Regions from separate parts of the Rattus norvegicus genome. Here all the other regions are linked to region 2. Evidence: chromatin contacts called from public Hi-C data. All regions are on one chromosome and are shown on one strand. Each heading gives the region's core, a stretch centred on a gene start, on an enhancer-like site or on the middle of the called end of the contact. The rest is flanking DNA. Distances are from core to core; before and after follow the strand shown.

Region 1 (2,700 bases), core at 156-2,655, 280 kb before region 2:
ACCCCACCCCTATAGCGCTGCCAGCCTTTCAGGGTTATCCACCAGCTCAGGCAACATGAATATAACATGTCTGTTGGATTTAAAGGTAGGGCCTCATTTGTTCAGTACATCCAGATGCACAGGGACTTATGCAGAAGACGGAACCTAGGGCCTTGCCATGCTGGACAAGCACTTGAAGTGATACAATATTAAGTTTGCAAAGCAGTTCTTTAAACTTGGCACCGGTGGTCAGCTTGCTTTCCTAAGTAGGAAAACCAAATCAGCACTGGGTACAGGATTGCCCAAGATGAAAGTTCCTGACTTGGGGCTGCTGAGGGCTCTTAAATGTCACTGGTTATGCTCTACAATTTGCCACACTGTTTTCAAAAGGAGCTGAATGTAGTGATAGCCATAGATGGACATTTTCGACGAGAATCCACTTAACTGTCAGCAGAAATGGGTTTACGTGTGCAGTGTGAGATCTCACCTGGAGTGGAATCTACCTCAGGCTCCTACTGAAAGTAATGGTGAGTGTTAAGTGATGCATAAAATTATGCACCATTCCATGATCAGAATATACCTTCGGGATCAACATATGTCAAAGACATAAAAGAGGTTCTGTCCTGGCTGTGGTAGTGACAGTGCTTGTAATGTCCCACCATTCAGGGAGAAGCAGGTGTTGAAGGTCACCCTCAACTAACTACTTAGTGAGCACAAAGGATATTTTTGTGACACCTGCCCTCAGATTTAGTAATTTGTAGGTTGATTATTAGGGGTCCACCTAAAAGTCAAACACTTTTGCAACTATGGTGTTAGGTTTGATTCTGAAGTGGATGGACAAATTATGGGGATTTATACTGGGGAGAAACAAACAATAAATATCAAGTATTTGGGGATGGGGGTATGGAAGTGCTACGCCTGGGCATATTCTGAGGATTAATTCATGGGAAATGATGGTAGTTAGCCAGGATAAAACTTCTGTTGGGTTTTGTAATGCAGGTGACTGGCAACAGAAGTGGCCCAGGACAGACCTACCACCAGTTTTATGAACGACTTTGTGCCGATTTGCAAAGGCAATATTCTTCCTTCCTGGAGTTTACAAAATTGGAGGGCGAACACAAAGAATGATTTCAAATCTCAAGCATGACACTTTCGAAAGTGCTGAATAATAAAGGCACCGGAGGTGCTTTAGAGCTTGGGGCTTCCAACTCCAGTAGGATAACCAAGGAGACCTCTGAAGACCGTGGGGTACAGCAGCTGCAGTGTCACTGCTTCCCATGCGAGGCATGCGCTCTCTCCATGGCGTCCGTGGGAGAGCGGTCAATTAGGCATTAATCTACGGGCCTCGCAGGCTCGCCCAGTATTAGGGCAGTAGGCGGGGCTCTCTTCGGCCCGCCCCCTGACCGGCCAGCGTGCGGAAGAGGTCAGAGGTCGTGCAGGCGTCATGGCGGCGCTGTGTGGGTCACACGCCGGGACTGTTGGGAGCCGTTTCCTGAGAGCGCTTGTCTTCTCCAAGCCTTTGCGAAATGCAAGTACGGAGAGTGGCGCCGAGAATGCGATCCACGATTCCTCCGCTCCTCGGGCGCGCTCAGGAGGCTTCGCGAGCGCTCTGGAGCGACACTCGGAGCTGCAGCGGAAGGCGGAGCTCGGGCTGGTGAGCAGGCCTCGCGGCGCCACGTCCGGAAACGGGACCAAGCGTGGGGAGGAGCTAAGCCCAGGACACTAGGAGGAGCCAGCATGGTGGGGCAGAAGCTGTCAGTGTTGGGGAGGGGCTAAGGCTGCGACACTAGGGAGGGGCCAGCATGGTGGGGGGATAAATTTGGTCCTTGTTGACATGGGCTATGCCAGTGACTTAGGGATGGAGAGAGGAGGGACTGGAGCGGCGGGTGTAACAGCTTCCTACCCTTGACCTGCAGCAGAGCGTGTGATTAATGTTTTCTTTCTTTTTCACGGCATTTACGGCCGTGTGGGTTCTTTCTGCAAACTCTTGTGCGACATTATGAGCAAAGTATCCAGCGGGTTTGTGGGGCAACCCACAAGATTTGGAGGAAAACAGCTCTAGGGCTTAATTCTGCCTTAAGGAGCTGAGGTCTGAAGCTCCCGGCCTGTCACAAACATCTTAATTGAATGCATAGGTAAAGTGACAGTTAAAGCTATTGTGAACTGGGTGTATGATTTAAACTGTCAGTATTTCACGTTCCTTTACTGAAAATGATCTTTTATTAAAAAAAAAGTTTTCTTTTCCATTTGTGTAAAGCATTATTTGTAAAATAGGGTAAAAACGTTTAGCTACATGAAGTAGTGCAAATAGACAATAAGGATTAAAAATTATGAGATTCCATTATGCATGAAGTTAGGTTATATAAGAAAAAAACCTGAATTTCCTGTGTTTTACTGAACAGTACACATGTAGATATTTCAGGATGGTAGGGTCATTTTAGTTTTGAGTGCCAAAACTTTTCTTTGATCCAATGATGGGAAGGACCTCAGGACATAATTTTGTGATTTTTGCCACATGCAGTGGCTTAAAACAATTTTTTTTTTTTACTTATAGGACAATAGGAATTCTTTTTTTAATACTAAAACAAAATAGAAGACGATAACAAAAACTTAAAACATTAGAATTGGACAAAACAAACAGAACGAAAAGAGCCCAAGAGAAGGCACTTGTACACATACTCAGGAATCACATAAAAACACTCAACTGGGGGTTGGGGATTT
Region 2 (2,700 bases), core at 183-2,682:
GCAGGAGGTGGTCTAAAGTGTGTGCAGATGGAGGACTGGACCTAGGGGTTGGCTTTAGTCTGCACTCATGGAACTCTTGAGGTCTAGAAACAGAATTGCTTGCAAAGGCGATGAGTTTGCTTTACTCTTCTCAACGTTTATGAAGTTTTGTTTCACAGACAGGATTGCAGGCTCCAAGAGTGGATCCCAAAGTGCACTCACTACCTTTGAGCGGGATAGACTGGGTTTTCTCTAGGACGTCTACTTCTATGAACTCTGGACTCGGGAACCAAACTATTTTTAAAAGTCGGCCTTCCTGGTGGGGAAGCGGGGAGAACGGTGTGCAGAACCTCATATAGCACCCCAAATGCCTGCCCCAAATGAGACCAAAGGGATGATGTGTGTTTGCGCGGTGCCGGCCAGAAACGTGCATCCCCGCAGCGAAGTCAGACTCAGAAGCAAACACTCAGGCCGCCACCCTGTCGCCTGCTGAGAGGATCTGGCCGCCAACTCTAGGGGGAAGGGAGGGCAAAAACAAAACAAAACAACAGCAAAAATCCCAACATAATGAATGTCTCCGGGGACAGCTAGCCCTCCCTCAAGCTAACCCAGAAAACAAGCGGTCCACTTTCCCGGGAATGAGATGCGTCCCGGAGTTGAGAAGCCCTGAAGGATTGTCACGGGCTCCCAGAGCCCAAAAGGCAGCATCCCTTGATCGGCGCCCCAGGCTCTGCTCCCAGAGCTGGTGGCCACCACCCAAACGAGCGGCGCCTCGGGCGACTGTTCCTGCAGGATCCGCCAACTGTGCGCGCCTCCCGCCGCTGGGCACCGACAGCAGTGCCGAGAGCCGGACGCGGGCAGGGGCTTCCGGGGCCCGCCGGCGCCCGGACTCCGATTACAGGTTCACACCAGGAGCCCGGCAGGCGCGCCCTCGCGCAGCCCCGCTCCCCCGCCAGGCTATTCTTCTCCATTCATGCGGACGCCCAGAGCTGCCGCCGCCGCCGCCAGCGCGGCCGCCGTCGCCGTCCGTCCGGATTGGCTGGCGGCCGGGGCGCCGGCACTTTCCCACGGCCCGCGGCGCGTGCGGCTCACCGGCGGCGCTGCAGGCGCGGCCCTGGCACACGGCCAGGCCAATCGGGGCGCGCCGGGTGGGGCGGGTCGGTGGCTATTGCCGGGCTGGTGTCCCCGGCCGGCCCTCCATTCCTGCCCGCCGCCGGCCCACCGCCGCCCGCGGCCCCCAGCCGAGCTCCCGCAGAGCCGACGCACTGCCGCCGGGCAGGGGCGGGCTCCAGGGGCGGGGCGCAGCGGGCCTGGTCTGCTCGTCCCGCCCCACTGCGGCTGCCAATCCGCGTAGCGAGGCGCCGATTGGCGGGAGCCCGCGGTTGCCCGGGAGCCGCGGCCCCGCCCCTGCCCCAACCTCCCCGCCTCCTCCGCCCTCCCCCTATCCCTGGGAAGGGGCGCAGCGTGGGAAAGGGATGGTTGAGTTTTAACCAGAGGCTGAGCGTGAGTGGGATCAGTGTGCACGCACCGCCTGCAGCCGAGCGCCGAGCGGCCGCGCAGTTAACTCCTCCCTGCCCGCCGCGCGACCCTCCTGGGAGCCCGCGCTCCGCCACCATGAAGAGAGCTCACCCGGACTACAGCTCCTCTGATAGTGAGCTGGACGAGACCATCGAGGTGGAGAAGGAGAGCGCAGACGAGAATGGGTGAGTTAGCGGCGTCCGGCCGATCCGGAGCCGGAGGAGAGGATGGGGTGCGCTGGTGCTGGGTCCCCATTGCCGGGAGTCGTGGGCCGGCCGCTTCTGGCTGTGAGCGATCCTCTCCGCTCTATCCAGCTCAAGTTGCCAAAGAAATCTGAGTGTAGGAAGGCTCTGACTCCTCATCCTTTCTCAAGGCAATTGCTTCCCATCTTACAGAAACTTGAGTTCGGCGCTGGGTTCCATGTCCCCAACCACATCGTCCCAGGTTTTGGCCCGGAAAAGACGGAGAGGCGTGAGTATCTCCCCCCCCCCCCAATTTAAACACATATGCACATTGTTATATTAACTAACGGAAAGAACCACATTGCTCCTCATTGGAATGTACAGTCATAATGGAAATGCCTTCCTTTGTTTTTGTCTGCTTCCCATAGATCATCGAGAAGCGCCGACGAGACCGAATCAATAACAGTTTGTCTGAGCTGAGAAGGCTGGTACCCAGTGCTTTTGAGAAGCAGGTAATGGAGGAAGTATGAGAGCGCCTAGTGTAGCCTTCAGCACCTTCTGATTTCCTCTCCTCCATGCTTCTAACCTCCATTTGTGCCAGGTCGTTGAACGTCCTTACACAAATTCCAACAGATTTTTGTGGATACATCTCGTTTTGCTTTTGTTTACGTTTGTATTTTACATGTATGCATGTTCGTGTGCATATTTTAAGTTCTCCAAAAGCACTTGTGTCGAATAAGCCTCTTGTCATCTTCTTAGGGATCTGCGAAGCTAGAAAAAGCTGAGATCTTGCAGATGACTGTGGATCACCTGAAAATGCTGCACACTGCAGGAGGGAAAGGTATTCCTCTCCAGCTCAGCTGGCTCTGCGCGTGGAGGGAGCAGCAAGCGCAGTCTGGGATTGGTGCAGTCCCTGCCTGCTTTTGCTTTGGGGGTGGGGAGAGAGCTGTATGTGATTGCCAACCAGTGCACCTTCCACAGCACATGGGTTCTTGAACAGCGAATACATCACCCTAGTCCT
Region 3 (2,700 bases), core at 120-2,619, 260 kb before region 2:
CCCACGCACCTCATGTTCTTTCAGGACTGCCAGTGTCTCCCAGTCTTGGTGAGGGGATACTGTGAAAGGCAGGTGAACAGCTTTAAATCAGCAATCCATGGACTCTTCCATTGTACCCTTGTTTCCGAATAACAACTCGGAGGCTTATTATTTATTAATTAAATGTCTAGGCCACAAGCTTGGCCTGTTCCCACTAGCTTGTAACCGGTATTAACCCGTTTATACTATTCTGTTTGCCGCATGACTAGTTATATCTCCTCTGCTTCATACTTCCTCTGAGTCTGGGGGCGCGAATCTTCCTGTGCTTGACTATTTCCCAGAGTTCCTTTCTCTCTGCCAGATGTCCCACCTTCTAATCCTGCCTCAGCTTATTGACCACCAGCTTTTTATTGACAGGTGATGCTTCCACACAGGATACAAGAGATTATCCCTATTCCAGCCTTCTCTTCTCTTCAGGCCTTTTAGATTCTTCTGCTAGACTAAGGAGGGTGTTTGAGTCTTATTTAGTGTAGTCTATTTTCATTTAGTATGCTTTATTCAGCTAGACAAGCAGAGTATTAAAAGTCCCTTTAGTCTCTTGGGCCAACATACTATATTTACAGTCTCCATGTAGCAAGCTTGTCATAATATACTAGACCTGGAGCAATGCTGGGTTCCTTTCATTATGACTTTCTTTCTTGTCCTTGAAAGTTGGCTCAGATTTCTTAATACAAGCTATTTTTAATAGAAATTTTTTTGTATATGTGTGTGTGATGGGTACTTGTGTGTTTGTAGATGTGAGTACATGTGCAAATGTGTGTGCATTCGTGTGGCTGCTGGAGGCTAATATTGGTTGTCTTTCTGTTGCTCTCTGCCTTCCTTTTTGGGACAGGGTCTCCCGCTGAGCCAGGATTCACTGGATTCAGTTAGACTAGCTAGCCAGCAAAGCCCAGGGACTCTCCCAGCTCCACTTTCCCAGTGTGAGTACAAGTGCACCCACACAGTGCTTCAGGTGCTGGGTGCTGGGGATCTGAACCCAGCTCTTTCATGCTTTCACAGCAGGAAGTTTGCAAACTGAGCCATCTGTCTAGCCCTCTGTGGGATGGTAGAAAAGTCCTGTAGCAAACTGTCCACATATAGCAATTGAGCATTTAAGATGTGGCTTATGAATTCACTTTAAATTTAATATGTGGCGCTAGAAAGCATGCCTCAGTAGAAACACTTGCCGCGTAAGCCTGTGTGGCTCAGTTCCACCCCCGAGTCCTCATGGGTCTCACACAGCCAATCACTGTCATCCATGTCTAGAAGGCAGCATTTTAGAATGCCCTTCTCTGTCCTCCAGCTCTTAGACCCCTTTCCCTCCCCTCTGCCTGTTCCCTGCATGTCTGAGGGCAATGGTGAGTGTCCTGCTTAGGGTTGGGCACTCAGTAGTCACTGACTCAGTACTGTTGCTACTGTAAAGAGAATCTTCTCTGGAAAGATTGTTTTGACTAGCGTGTCCAAGATTGGAATTTGAGTAATGTTGAGAGGGTGGCATCATACATAAATGGACTAGACATTGATTTCTAAAAGACTAAAAGGATAGTCAGTAAATATACCACTTTCTTTGTCCTTTATGAGCTGTGATTAGATATTTATGCAACTTTGTAGTAGTGCGCAAGACAGATAACTCTTTCACCTTGGAGTATAGCAAGCAAGAAAAAATACAAGGATAAGATTTAAATGTGGTCTGTGTTACTAGAGAAATTCTAATACAGAGTGAATTACCTGAGGTCTTACAGCAAAACATTTGGTCTTGCTCAGGAAACTATTTCACGTCGTAGGATAGCTGGAAGTAAAATTTTATGTACTTAGCTGCATGACCTGACTTCTAGTTACACAAATCTGTGTAGTTGGTGAAAGAGAGGAGGAAGGAGAAGGGCAAAGGGGCCAGAGAAAGAGGAGGGAAAAGTAGGAGATGGAGTGAGGGGGGAGAGAGAATGTGAGCCTAGCTTTTGTAAATGTCTTTGTCCATCAAGCATGACGGCTACTCTGACAGACCCTGATGTCCTGCAAACCTGCTGCAGTAACCTACCATGTCCAGGAGGAGCAGAGTTGGCTACTGAGCTCTTATTTTTATTTTTTTCAGAGTCTCGGGTAGCATAGGCTGACTTTTTTCTCCCAAGGTTTTATTGTTAGCTTTCATTAAAATACCACCAACAACTAGCTTTTACCTTCATATGGGCAAGAGTGGCCTTGAACTTCTGATCCTCTTGAGTTTACCTCCTGAGCTCTGGGATTATAAGCATGTTACTACTCCCAGTTTTATGTGGTGTAGGATGCATGGTGCATGCTGGGTAAACCCATTACTGGCTGAGGTCCCATTCCTTGGCCTGCTGAGTTTAAGATGAGGCATAGATGATCATGCCTCATGTCACCTATAAGGACAGTTTTACTCTTTCTTTTGTATACTCTTTGTTTAGTTTCTCCCCCACCCCCTGTTTTTGCCCTACTGCTTTAGGGAGGGCATGTTGCATACATTGTGATGCTGAAGGCTTCAGAATGGTGAATGTTTCATCATTGATTATGATAGCTGAAAGGGTTCTTTGAAGATATTCGTTATCAAGTTAAAAGCTCTCCTCTATTCCTAGCTTAGTGAGAGTGTTTATGGCTGTGTATTGCATTTTGTCCTAGGCTTTTTTTGCAGCTGTTGACAGGACCATGTGATTTTTCTTCTGTAGC

Evidence for each region. A called contact is a pair of places that touch in the nucleus more often than the background predicts.
Region 1: a contact with region 2 is called in a Hi-C map of liver, with 3 times the contacts expected there. The contact joins the promoter of Mrps28 here to the promoter of Hey1 in region 2. A contact is called at or near these places in 2 of 12 Hi-C or Micro-C datasets (frontal cortex and liver) and 1 of 1 datasets of contacts at active chromatin or transcription factors (oligodendrocytes).
Region 3: a Hi-C map of Schwann cells shows a contact between it and region 2, with 11 times the contacts expected there. The contact joins the enhancer-like site here to the promoter of Hey1 in region 2. A contact is called at or near these places in 10 of 12 Hi-C or Micro-C datasets (the Rat2 cell line, Schwann cells, frontal cortex and 5 more) and 1 of 1 datasets of contacts at active chromatin or transcription factors (oligodendrocytes).

What each region holds. Positions count from the first base shown.
Region 1 is chr2:94,726,629-94,729,328 of GRCr8, forward strand. Mrps28 (mitochondrial ribosomal protein S28) reads left to right here and starts at 1,406. Exons shown (of 3, transcript NM_001412947.1): 1 at 1,406-1,633. The coding sequence starts at 1,424.
Region 2 is chr2:95,002,503-95,005,202 of GRCr8, forward strand. Hey1 (hes-related family bHLH transcription factor with YRPW motif 1) reads left to right here and starts at 1,433. Exons shown (of 5, transcript NM_001191845.2): 1 at 1,433-1,682; 2 at 1,893-1,968; 3 at 2,108-2,191; 4 at 2,439-2,520. The coding sequence starts at 1,594.
Region 3 is chr2:94,746,087-94,748,786 of GRCr8, forward strand. All of the region lies in intron 1 of Mrps28 (mitochondrial ribosomal protein S28), which reads left to right. Among named protein-coding and RNA genes, the nearest start is that of Mrps28, 19 kb to the left of the region's middle. Within about 2 kb of position 1,370, at least 1 of the 93 cell types and tissues checked has an H3K27ac peak or open chromatin away from gene starts, as enhancers often do. A contact at or near this core is called in Schwann cells, where this site is marked.